Regions from separate parts of the Ovis aries genome. Here region 2 is linked to region 1. Evidence: chromatin contacts called from public Hi-C data. All regions are on one chromosome and are shown on one strand. The core of a region is the stretch at or near the end of the contact, and the rest is flanking DNA. Distances in the headings are between cores, read along the strand shown. Region 1 holds the start of SEPTIN7 (septin 7). Region 2 overlaps LOC121819403 (a long non-coding RNA gene).

The links. Hi-C and Micro-C count contacts between places; a contact is called where the count stands out from the background.
Region 2: a Hi-C map of hypothalamus shows a contact between it and region 1, with 4 times the contacts expected there. The contact joins the enhancer-like site here to the promoter of SEPTIN7 in region 1. A contact is called at or near these places in 5 of 16 Hi-C or Micro-C datasets (blood, hypothalamus, skin fibroblasts and 1 more).

The regions. Positions count from the first base shown.
Region 1 is chr4:62,905,183-62,911,455 of ARS-UI_Ramb_v3.0, reverse strand. SEPTIN7 (septin 7) reads left to right here and starts at 1,989. Exons shown (of 14, transcript XM_060415027.1): 1 at 1,989-2,040.
Region 2 is chr4:62,976,644-62,982,910 of ARS-UI_Ramb_v3.0, reverse strand. LOC121819403 (a long non-coding RNA gene) reads left to right here. Exons shown (of 5, transcript XR_009600493.1): 5 at 1-6,267. Among named protein-coding and RNA genes, the nearest start is that of HERPUD2, 28 kb to the left of the region's middle. Within about 2 kb of position 3,285, at least 9 of the 54 cell types and tissues checked have an H3K27ac peak or open chromatin away from gene starts, as enhancers often do. A contact at or near this core is called in hypothalamus, where this site is marked.

The DNA.
Region 1 (6,273 bases), core at 740-3,239:
CTAGTAAATGGTAGAGATGGGATGTGAACCCAAGCAGGTTGACTCCATAAGTCACACATTTAAATTATCTGCTGCACTGCCTTCTCCACAGAAGAAATTTAACAGTTTTCTAATAAAGCACTCCTGTGAAGTTTCAGAAATTCAACACTATTGGTTGACCAGGCAAGTTGTAACACACTTTATATATATAAGCAATTTAGTATAAAGGGATACTTAAGAAACAGTATCAAGATACAAAATGAGCTGTTTTCTTAGATAAAATTTTTATTAAATTACTTGGAAACATTTCAACTATAGAAAAGAGTACAGAAAATAATTACAATTTAACATCCATGTATCCTTCACCCACCTTTAAGGTTTCGCCACATTTTCTGCAAATTATTTTTGGTAGAAAAAACATCCTATGAAATGAAACCTATCACGTTCTCTTCTCCTCCTCTCTGGAACTAATCGCTATCCTGAATTTGGTATCTATAATTACCTTATATGATCTTCACAGTTTCTTAAATTTTTATTTATGATACACCGTATACATCTTTCTGTAAGTTATTTTCCTCAATATTATATTAATGAACTCTAAATTAATACTAGTAGCTTTCGTTTATTAATTTCCGTTTTTTAGCATTCTATGTATTTCAGTTTGTCCAATAATGTCACTTGTTCACCCATTCTCCTGTAAGTTAATATTTAAATTGTTGCACTAATATAAGAATGCTATGAACATTTTTGTGTTAGCTCATGATAATTACATATGCATACAATTCCATAACATGAAGTTTAACAGGAAACAAAATACGTGTGCATGAACTATACAATGAAGACAGCGATTAATTTTTATGAAAGGTACAAAAGATCACGTGTTGTTCTGAGCAAAAGGAGGCTACTTTCACTAGAAAATAGCTGGGGAAGGCGCCAACGACTGAGCAACATTCACTGCTAATTAACAGTAGGAAACCACACACTTTAACCCTTATTTTTTAACTGATACCCAATAGTTTCACGTGTGTCCATTCATTTCCTCAACTGTGGTGTGAGCACCACGAGGACAAAACCGGGCCCCAACAGGCTGAGCCAATACGAGTGTGGTCGTGAAGAGTCCGCAGTGGAAGCTGCAGCAGTGGACCTCTTCGCTGTGCCAGGCCACTGGAAAGTGACAGCGCGAGGGCAATGTCGAGGTAACCAGGGCCTAACCTCACTTTTCATTCCGAACGTGAAGGAAACTGAGGAACCGGGGACGGATGGGGGTATAGACACCCGCCTCGAAGTATCTCTCCACTAGCATTCACATTACTGCCAGGCCAGTAAACCTGGAGCCAAGGCATACAGGCGACCCCTATCCAAAGCGTTGCCTCCCAGTCTGGCCTCTTTTAGTGGCACCTCTTTGCCTTACGCCAATTTCGTAAGTAAGCGCGGAGACCAACCCAGAGGCTCCTCCAGCTCCGAAACCTGACGTGAAAACGCGCGGGGCTGCACAAACGGCAGCCATCTTTGATTAGGGCAAAACCACACCCTCGCACCCCACGGGCCACTCCCTCTCAGCGTCCCCAGGCTTTTCACCCACTAACGTAAGGCGTTAACCTTAGCGGCGGTGTTGAAGAAACACGCACAGAAGCCTGACTATCCATGACCCCGGAGGTGCCAGATCTTCCAATGTTAACATGGCGGCTAAATCCGAACAGCAAAAGAGCGCTGACGCCAATGAAGTCATGCTCGAAAAACGAGCGAGTCGGCGGGGCAGCGATGAAGTAATCTCGCGAGATCGAAGCCAGCCTCCGCTCGGCCCGGAAGCCTCGTCTGAGGGGGCGGAGGGGCGGAGGAGGGAGCGGGAGTCCGGCGAGAACCAGTGGAGGAGTCCGCCCGCTGTTGCCTGCGTAAGCGGAGCAGCGACTCCGGGCGGCTACGCCGCGGAATCGGCGTAGGCGGCTTTGGAGAATCGGCGGGCTGCGCTGCGCCCGGGCTGGTCGCGGAGGGGGGAGGGGATGTCGGTCAGTGCGAGATCCGCTGCTGCTGAGGAGAGGAGCGTCAACAGCAGCACCATGGGTGAGTCTCAGCTTTGGGCCGTCGCGACTCGGGTCGGCGGCTCGGGACGCTGGGGGGCTCTGCGGCCCCCCGATCGGGTGGTGGTGGGGGAAACGCCCTGAGGCGAGGCGCGGCGCTGGGGCGAAAGCAGGTGAGGTGGGGGGCGACGGCGGGCCCGGGGCGCGGCGGTGGCGGCGGACCCGGGGGGAGGGGAGGCGGCGGCAGTGACAGTTTGAATTGAATGTGTGGAGAACCGAGGCGGCGGCATTTCCTGTGCCGCGGCGGGCGGGCCCGGGGAGTGGAGAGACGTGAGCCGCGGCCTCCGCCGCCGGACCCCGAGCAGGGTCTCCTTTGCCGGGCCTCCGGCTCCGCGGCCCTGCTTCTTCGCGTCGGCGGCCGCAACTCCCGCGGCGGAGCTCCCCTCGTGGGGGAGTGGGCCTGGCGAGGAGGGTGGGAATGTGTGTGCGCGTCCGGGTGAGGGTGCTGTGTGGGCCGGCCCCGGGAGGGCGGCGGCGGGGAGGGAGGAAGAGGGATGCACCAGGCTGAAGCTGTGGTGCAGGCGGCGGCGGCTGCTGCAGCGGCTCCAGCGACCGTGTCGCCTCCTTGCTCCCCCTCCCCGGCTCTGGGGCTTCCTTTCCCCAGGCGCGGCCCCGGAGGCCGGTGGATGGCGGGCAAAGCTTGAATAAGGAGGATGAGGAGCCTGGTTTGGGCTTAATTTTTAAGAAAAGGGGAAAAGAGAACGTTTAGTAAGGGCGCCCTCCGGAGGAGCCGAAGGGCTGGGAAGGGTCTTTGGAAAAGGGAGGGAGTTGGAGATACGGACTGGCGATGTTTAAGGAAATTAAGTTTTGAAAATATTTAAGTATTTTCATTTCTTCCCTTAAGAAGCCCTTTCATTTCCTTTTCTCCTCCACGTATTGGAAAAAGAACGAGGCCATTTCATTCACATTTTCCACTCCCGAGTTCCATTTCATACTGTGTATATAGTAGGAACTAGCAACTGAAATTTTTCTAACACGTTTCCATTTGCTGAGTTACATTTTGAGAGTGCACTGTTTCATATCTGGGTTGTGAGGTCCAGGTGTTTGTTTAGATACTGAATTAGTTTATTCTTGCGACTTTATTGTTCTAGTTCAACTGTGGTTTCTCTTGGTGTTGTTACTTTGATGAAATGGAAGGATATTTTTCTGAGTACCCTTGGTAATCGAAATCAACAGGTAATCTAGATTCTAAAGCATTTTATGTATTTTTTAAGGTGATGAGTAAAGTCAATTCCCTACCCTTTATAAAAACTTGTTTATAAGCAAGTTTAGAAGGGAAGTTTTTTGGCATTAGGTGCACAGGTAGAGATGAAGTTTATGAAATCCTGATAGACTGAAGGATACTGCCTTAGCAGTATATAAACAATTACCAGTCTAGTTAATGTTTCTTGTATCTCTTATTCCTCCAAATAGCAGGGGAAGGAGCAGGGAGGAGGGGGGAACGGGGGCAGGAAACAATCTTTCATCCCACCCAGCTGTTCAGTGGGTGGGGCTAGAGGAGATTGGGTTGAGTGGAACTATGAAATAAATGTGGAAGCTCCGTAGATGATTGTATGGTAGCATTGTGTCCTTCTGTGCTTGGACAGCATGACGGAGCCAGGTCTTCTCAATACAGTTGTTAAAAATATCACGTGCTCTTAGGCTCACAGAATTGAAGCTCATAACTGAAAAATTTATTGTGTGTTTATGGCAAGTAGATTTTAATTTGCAGAAACTATTACAATTGTGTAAAGTAAAAGTGTCTGGTTTCTGATTTTGATTTAGAGATATTCGATACATAACTACAGAAAAGGTAATTTATGTATCAGATACATATCAGTTACCAATAGCTTGTTTCAAAACTTTGTTATATAATTGATTCTTTGGATTTGCATATTTTCCCAAAGAAATAATCTTAAATAACTACATGTCAGGACTTCTGAGCTGTTCTGAGACAAGATAGGACCCCTGAAAGACCTTAGAGCAGTTGTAGAGGGTTAAAAATGACAATTCACATGGTAAAGAATCCTCCTGAGATAGGGAAGAGGAGGGTTCGATCCCAGGGTCAGGAATATCCCCAGGAGAAGGAAATGGCAATCCACTCCAGTATTCTTGCCTGGGAAATCCCATGGAAAGAGGAGCCTGGCGGGCTACAGTCCATGGGGTTGCAAAAGAGTTGGACATGGATTAGTGACTAAACAGCAACAAAAAATGATAAGGAGGAAGAGTTAGATTTCCAAGATCTCAATAATAGGGAGTGGTCAGATGAGTAGACCACTTGGTGTGAAGATAGTGGGTTAAGTTGGTTTCAGACTTTCTATAAATTGATGGTATATGTATTCACTATAGACTATTCTTGTATTTGCCAATAGAGTGTTATTGTCTAATTAAATTATCAGCTGAGAGCATGTTTCACATTTTAAGCTAGTAAACTATTAGCTTAAACTATTAGCTTCAGTTGTTGATTAGAAGTAGAAACTTAATTTAACATTTGTACATTTTACTAAATTTTGAGACAAAACTTTTATTTTTCTGTACAGAGTTTGGACTCTAAATGACAAGATCTATTGCACAATGAAACTGATGTATAAAAAATGTGTTTTTGAGGAGTAGAATTTTAAGGTAGTGTGATTATAAGTTAGGCTTGCCAGATGAGAGCACACTGTTAAATGTAGACCTACATTTGGTCTCTACAGCAGTGTTTTGCAGACTGTGAGTTGAGACAAGTGGATGTTGAAATCAGTTTTGTGGATTTCTACCAATACTTCACAAAGTAGTAAAGAAATAAAAAATAGCAGTACATTGTAAAAATTTGGAGTGGTAAATTTTGTTGTGTAAGTATTGTATATTGTGTTGAGACATAACTTTTTTTTTTTAATTGAGAACTGTGATCAAAAAAGTTTGTAAAAACACTTAGGGAGATGTGCAGTATGGATTGGTGAAGTTGAAGGTCTTTAAACTTTATGATAGAGGTCTTAGTGTGAGGATGTAAGGCTAAATGAAATTGTCTTATTTCTGATTAATTTGTTGTGTACTTTATGTAGCTGGTGTGGTTAGAAAGATCTGAGATCTACTTTTCCTTGAGAGGAGGTCATCTCCCACAGTTATATAGAAAGCAGGGTGGGTTGCAAAAGAAGATAGTATTATATCATTAAATGTCTCTGCTCTTGACTTTGAGGAGAAAAAAATGTTTTTGGTCTTGTCCTTTTGCATTATGGAAGATGTGGAGAGCCAGATTTTGAGCATGAGCTTGGGTAAAAGGGACCAAAAAGGCAGCTTGGTTAGCATTCAGCGTTGAAGGCCTTAGATGAGACACACAAAAGGTCCTTGTAATTCATACTTGGTGCAGTGTATCTCTACAGAGATAGGGATTACAGATAGGGATTTGAGTTCAAAGTGTTAATAATAACAAATATAGTATAAGGACTAAGAAAAAAGACTTTGGTGTCAGACAGACATGCAGTCAAATCCTGGCTTTGCCACTTACTAGATGTATAAGTCAATGATAGGTTTAGGTTACTGCTGCTCAAACAGTGTTATTTTATTTTTTTAAATTTCCAATTCACTATTAACTGACACAATTGTAAAGTACAAGTTATTGTAAGTTATTTTTACTAATGCAGATGAAATTTTAAAAGGCAAAAATACAAGCCCCAATTTTTAAAGATCCACTAGACATAAAGTTATTCTGGTATAAAAATTTTCATTTCTGTGTTCTACATTTGTACTTCTCTGGTGTAAACCATTGAACAATCAGACTGGTTCCTCTATAGACTATGCTTCGAATAGTTCTGGGTTAAACCATGGTGCAGTAACAAATAGACCTAAAAATCTTAGTGACAGTAGTTTAAAGATGAGGTCATGCCTGTCCTGAAGTTTGTGTATTTTATTTTAAGCAATGTTTTTTAATTTCAGAAGTACTTTGCAGATTGAGGAGAGTACATAAGTATCCTCTGAGGTTGGGAGTAAAGCCTAATCTTGCCTACTTTATTCTGAAGTGTATTTTAGGTATTTATGTGACATTTATTTTAGATATTCCTGTGACATTTGCATTTTATCTGTATTTGTTTGACTTGTATACAAATGAAACTCGCTCAGATGTGTCCAACTCTTTTGTGACTCCATGGACTGTTTTCCGCCAGGCTCCTCTGTCCATGGGATTCTCCATGCAGGAATACTGGAGTGGGTTGCCATTTTCCTTCTCCAGGGGATCTTCCAAACCCAGAGATTGAACCTG
Region 2 (6,267 bases), core at 2,036-4,535, 70 kb before region 1:
GACGTTGCTCTTATGGGGAAATAGGATCCACTTCCGTGATGCACTTCATCATGTGGACTCAGGAGCACTTTGTAGGAATACTCTGTAGGCAAATTATAAGGGCTACAAATGTGAGCATATGGTATTAGAATTACCCTCAGATTATTTGGCAGTTTTGGTTAGTATTTCTGGGCCCTTCAAACACAAGGATAGAGCTCTTAAAGCAGCAGCTTACAGAATCCTCCCTCAATTTTTTTTATCAGAAAAACAAAATCATTCATTTTAGAGGATTTTTAAATTCCTAATTGCAGATGTAAATAACTATCAGTTCGGAAAATGGCTGAATATAATAAAAAGCATAATCTTCCCTATAAAACTAGAAGCTTTATAGGAACACAAAGATGCTTTCCTTCTACTTCCATCCTCCTCCTCCTCCTCCTCCTCCTCCTCCCTACCAGCTCTGACCTACCAACTGCTACCTACCGACTCCTGTCCACAATACAAAAGAGACAATAGAAAATCCTTTTCAACCATCATTTACCTTGAAGTAAACCTAAAAGAGTGATCAGGAATAGAAACAACATAGGTGCTAAAAATCTATGAAAATAAATTTTGAAGATTGCCCAAATATCGAACAGCTTTTTCTCCAATACTCTGCTTAAAAAATATAAATTCACATGAATAATGGATTATAATGATGATTTGCCTTTAAACAGCCTGTTTCCCCCAATTTATTGCTATAGGTAATTGCCCTATTTTGCCTTATTTTTAGAAAAAAAAATTTACTTTTTGTGGAAAGCCATCTTCACCATGTAACCTTTTAGTCCATTGTTTCTTAAGATTTTTGCATTCATAAACACTAGTTATATCATCTTTTAGGGATATGATAAAATTATGTTAAAAACTTGTATTAAAGTTATAGACTTCCATTAGTGCTGTATATAACAGCTTTATCCCCATTAAGATTTGCAAATTATATTTAAGGAATTGAGGAACTTCCTTCCTTAATTTTATTCTCATTAATTCTTCTAGGACATTTATTCATTAAACAAGATGGTTATTGAACTATGTCCATTAAGTGTGTAAGGCATGTTACTAGTCAAACACCAAAGCTCTAAGTCGGTGGGATTTCATGATTAAGTATAGCTCTCTTAATACTCATGATCTTGTTCTCACATTCCCCACCACCAAAGTCTTTCATTTCACTGCTATATGTTCTTACTCACTCCTACTAGTAACTCCATTTAGATCCTCTTATCCCACCTCCTTTCCTATAATTCTTTCCTTACAATTTCATTTTTCCCACTTACGTTCAGTCACATCTGCTCTAATCTGTAGTCATATTTTGCCGTAAACCCTAGGCAATATGAACAGAGGCAATACTATCAACCTGCCCAAGAGCACTGCAGTTGGAAAGGATAGATAGGCAGGGGTAATGAGCATTCACGTGAATCTGGGCCAGGCCTGGGGACCTGCTGAACTGGCCAGCTCAGAGGCAGCAACAAGAAGGCAACATAAAGCAGGAGGCATCACCTTTACTTTAAGTTCTTAGAGCAGAAACAAAGAAGGTGCTCCTCCTTGGACATCAAAGGAGAAAGAATTCTCAAAGAAAAAGTAGTATTGAAATTCTGGGAAGATCAAATTCCAGTGCTATGTCCAAAAGGTCGAAGGAAGGCCCAAAGTCAGTGCCGTAGGGCCAAGAGTTTATCTTGTGGTTTGGCTTTATCAGTATGCAGGTGCATGTAAGTGCTATCAGCTAAGCTGATAGTTGCCAAGAGAGGCAAGCAAGAGTGTTGGATAAAATATGATGGCAGAAGAAGGCACCACAGGAGTTGTTGAGGCCTGCGTTAGGAAGTAGACTGCAAAACTGGCAGAGGCTGCTGGGCCTAATCAGGCACCAGGAATGACAGAGAGGCCAGCACAGGTGAGTCATGTGACTGCTGGGCCTGACAGACCAGATTGGCCAGCACTATAGCTGAGGCCACGTGGGCTTTGACTAAGGCACTTATGAGAAAAGTTGGGACTCTTATGAGAAAGTAGAAGAAATGCCGTAGATAAGCCAAAGTAGTGAGTGGTCAGGATGAATAAAGACAGGCCAGGCCAGATGGCTTTCTTACTGTGTGTTCAACTTTCCAGCTGTGATCAAATAACCAAATTAAAATAAGTCAATTTATGCCAAGATCAATTTTAATTCTATGTTTTGCTGGTAATACAGGATCATTGACTATATTAGTAATGGCCATGCTAAACCAGTTTTGAAACGGGAGCAATTGTGTCCCTTATTATTGGTCTGAATATGTTCAACAAAAAGGAGAGGATGAAGGCAAGACCATGCAACTTTTTTTTTTTAATTGATGTAGGTTAATAAGATCGAGGGAATCTTAAGATTTAACAGACAAAGTTGAGATTGATATAACTATGTTGCAAACTCATTTTTCAGAAATAATTTATTTCAATTAATCATATTTTAATCTTCCACTAAAGTATAATTTTAATTTAATAAAAAAACCCTACCATTTAAATACTAATGTAATCTTTTTCTTTATACAACACATAAAAAATTGTTTTTGTATTTGTGAAGACTGAACATTAAACATGGGTTCAAGTCTTTGGCTAAGAACAATTAATTAGTAAATTCACAAGTTAGAATTTGTAATTCCATTGTGAAATTGAATTAACTGATTAGTACAGATAAGGTTGTCAGCATGTAAAAAAAAAAGGGTAATCTTGTCTCAATTATACCTATAGATTGCAAATTTTGTGTCAGTTCAAATTTTTGCCAACCTATGCTAATAACTTTACCAAAAGCAGAAGATAATTAGAATGGAAATATAAATATAACCCTAGTTGATTAGTATGCTCATTGTACTTCCTTATGATACTAGCAGATATTCAGTCTTTAAGCTGATTTGCAATATATTGAACAGTATCATGGGAGCATAATTTTTTACATGGTTTTTCCAAATTTTCTATCAATTCATCCTAGCAACAGAGCCAAGTGTTAGAGTTATTGCTGCCTGAGTTACAACAGCTGCCCGGGAATCTTATCCAAACAGCAAGTTAACTGCTATTCACAGTAATATCTAGTCTTTCCACCCCTAAACATACACAAAAGATTTTTGTCATTCTTGGCACCACGCAATAGAAGTAGCAAGACATGCCAGTAGAACTCTAAAGGCAAAATGTCCTTCCACCTGTTTTATCCTGTAAGACAGACTTCCAAGTGCGAGGCGGTGTGGAGGGTTGTTTCCTTGAATGGCAGCTGAATGTGCCAGCAGGATCTTTGGCAGCAATGCCCAGGCACTGAAGCTGGGCATTCAGGAGAACTAAATGGAGAAAAGAAACTTGAGCACACTGCTTCCTGGAACATTGAGAACCTGAATGGGAGATTCAGAAGTACCAGATTCTCTCTATTCTTGCACCAGCCAAGGTCAGATTTCCAAGCTCCTATTTATTCTAATAATTCCCCAAAAAAGTGCTATTGCAGTTTATGAAGGTAATAAAAACACTCTTTTCTTCTTTTAGAAAATAGTGTTACTTACTGTTGTAGTATGCTCTGGCTTGAGAATTTTTTCCCCATCCTAATGTAAAAGCTTCATACCACAAATGAAGCAAGACCATGGTGAAGGGGTTCAAGGAAGACAAGTGACTTATTCTATACCTCAAACGGACAACTCCTTAGGTGAGGGGACTGGATAGGACAGCTTGCTTGTTGACCATCCTGTGATGTCTTGTCAACAGAAGACTGGAGCTGAAGTCTGGCCTCTGCCTGCTTGGCAGACAGAAATCTCATCACTCAGCAGGACATCTACACGGGCAGAACCTTAGGCAGATATGCATGCATGCATGCTCGGTCACTTCAGTCATGTCTGACTCTCTGTGACCCCATGGACCATAGCCCACCAGGCTATTCTGTCCATGGGATTCTCTAGCCAAGAATACTGGAGTGGGTTGCCATTTCTTCCTCCAGGGAATCTTCCTGATCAATCTTCCCAGGCACTGAACCTGTATCTCTTATGACTTCTGTATTGGTAAGCTGGTTTTTACCACTGCCATCATAAAGCACTTATTACAAGTAAGGAGGGTAAATCGATAGCAAAAGACCTAGAAGTCACAGGCCTTTGTTAAATGGGTGCTGTCTACCTGATGTCCTCTGGAACCTAGCTTCAAACCTAGAAACCCAGCCGTTTAGGAAAATAATAAGCACCATCTAAGGGGGCAAGGAAGAATTTCTTTAGCTATTTTCATTTGTCAAGAAGCTTAACATAATTGTTTACTCACAATCAAGCCTCAAGGATGACTTTTAGTTAGGGGAGGAAAAAAAGCTTGACTTCTTGGTTTCCTCTTGGGAAGATAAATTTATTATTATTTAACAAATGTGTTTGCTTATAAACAAATTCTTTCAACAGGGATTTTGTGGAGGAAATCATATTAAAAGGGGTTTTCCAAGAGGAAGCGTTTAGAAAACACCATGCTAGTGAAAACTGTTTAAGGGATGTAATTTTTCAAATTGTTTTCATAAAAATTTACAGACAGTGGCTAACTTCCCATTATACTTTGCATCTGATTCAATCAAAGCACTAAAGATTTTAGAAGATTGTTAGAGGAGTGGCTGTGGGAAATTCCAGAGCTGCTGCCGCCTGCAAAGACTTCCTTTACTGAGTGTCTCAGATCCCAGACACTGCCTTATTTGCCAGAGCTGCAAGGAAATGGTAGAAATTCCGTAAAAGAAGGTCTTGCTTAAGCCAGGGAGCCTTCTCATAGAGTCACAGATTCTTCAAATACATTTTGCCACAGCAGAGGCAAAGCATGCACAGGCTTCCACAGATTAAAGAAATGTAGACAGCGATGTCTATTATTAGTCCTCCTCTCATTTACTCAGCAAGAACAAAATCCATTGTTTTCAACTGACACAGAAGCAGATTTATTTATTAAATCATCAGGCATTGTTCGTATACCTTTCATCTGCTGGGTTTTATGCTAAGCAATGGAAGCATAAAGATGAAAAAGACTTGTGGTGCAACAGTCAGGACTGGCCAAAATTGACCTAGGTGACTCATTCTGGGTTGCCTAGGTTCATCACCTCCTCCTTGAAAGAGGGGATCCATCTTATATAGTGCTTCCCAGCTTCGGTAAAACTACTTGGAAAAATGCCAAAATCACCTGTTCCGGAACAAATCCTGTACTACAACAAAAAGGGTTTCATTCTCAGTTCTGCTGGGGTTTCTGGCCAAGGGAGGAAGTGGGACGCTGTCTGCTGCCCTTCCTGGCTGACAAATGCAGAGGGTGCTCAGGTAAAGTGCCTGTCTTAAACCTCCCTCCACTACTGTTTGTTTGGATGGGTTGTAGAGATATTTGTTCATTTGTTTAGTTACTTTATCAAAGTTGTTTCAAGACTTAAGAGAGACAATGGACTGAAAAGTACCTTGAGAGAATATAAAGTTCTTTTTAGGTACCATCATTTAAATATCAAAGGTATATTTACTATAGATTATCAGTCCCATTCTCTTTTTAAGTTAGGAACTTATTCTCCAGATAAAGGCTTACTGTGAAGCCTAAAATATAAAATAGATATATAATGACCTGCTGTGACTGAAGTCAGACAGAGGGGTAGAATTCCAAGGGTTCCAAGGAGCACAGTTTGAAAAAAAGCACTGCAAAAGATGAAGAGCTTAACAGCTTCTTTTAAAAATAAATCCCAGTTGTCTGTAGCTTGATGGTGGTGGTGAATACACAAGCCTGCACGTGTGATTAAAGTACATAGAGCAAACTATGCACATACACACACACATACATGTGAAACTGGTGAGGTCTGAATAAGGTTGGCGGATTCTATCAGTGTCCATTTCCTGACTGTGATATTGTTTTAATGCTACAGGCTTGGAAATTGTTACAGTTGGGGAAAACTGGGTGAAGCATACAGAGTTTCCATTATTTCTGCCAACTGCATATAAGTCTACAATTACCTTAAAATAAAAATCTTCGTTAAAAAATAAATAAAAACCACAGTGTAGATTTCTTTTCCTGTTGTTTTCCTCCTCCCCAAATCTCAGAAAGGTCTAATAAAAACCTACCTATGACCAAGAGCTGAGATTCTTTATCATCCATATTATTGGACGTAGACAGGTATATCAGGAAACCTTCAGGTATAAGTAGCAGATAATGCATGCTGACCCAACTGACTTTAGCAATAAGGAAAATACAGTGCATTATATCATGAGAGGTCTTGAGTAGGGTAGTCGTAGGTCAATTGACTCACCAACTCAACATCATCATCAAGGGCCCACA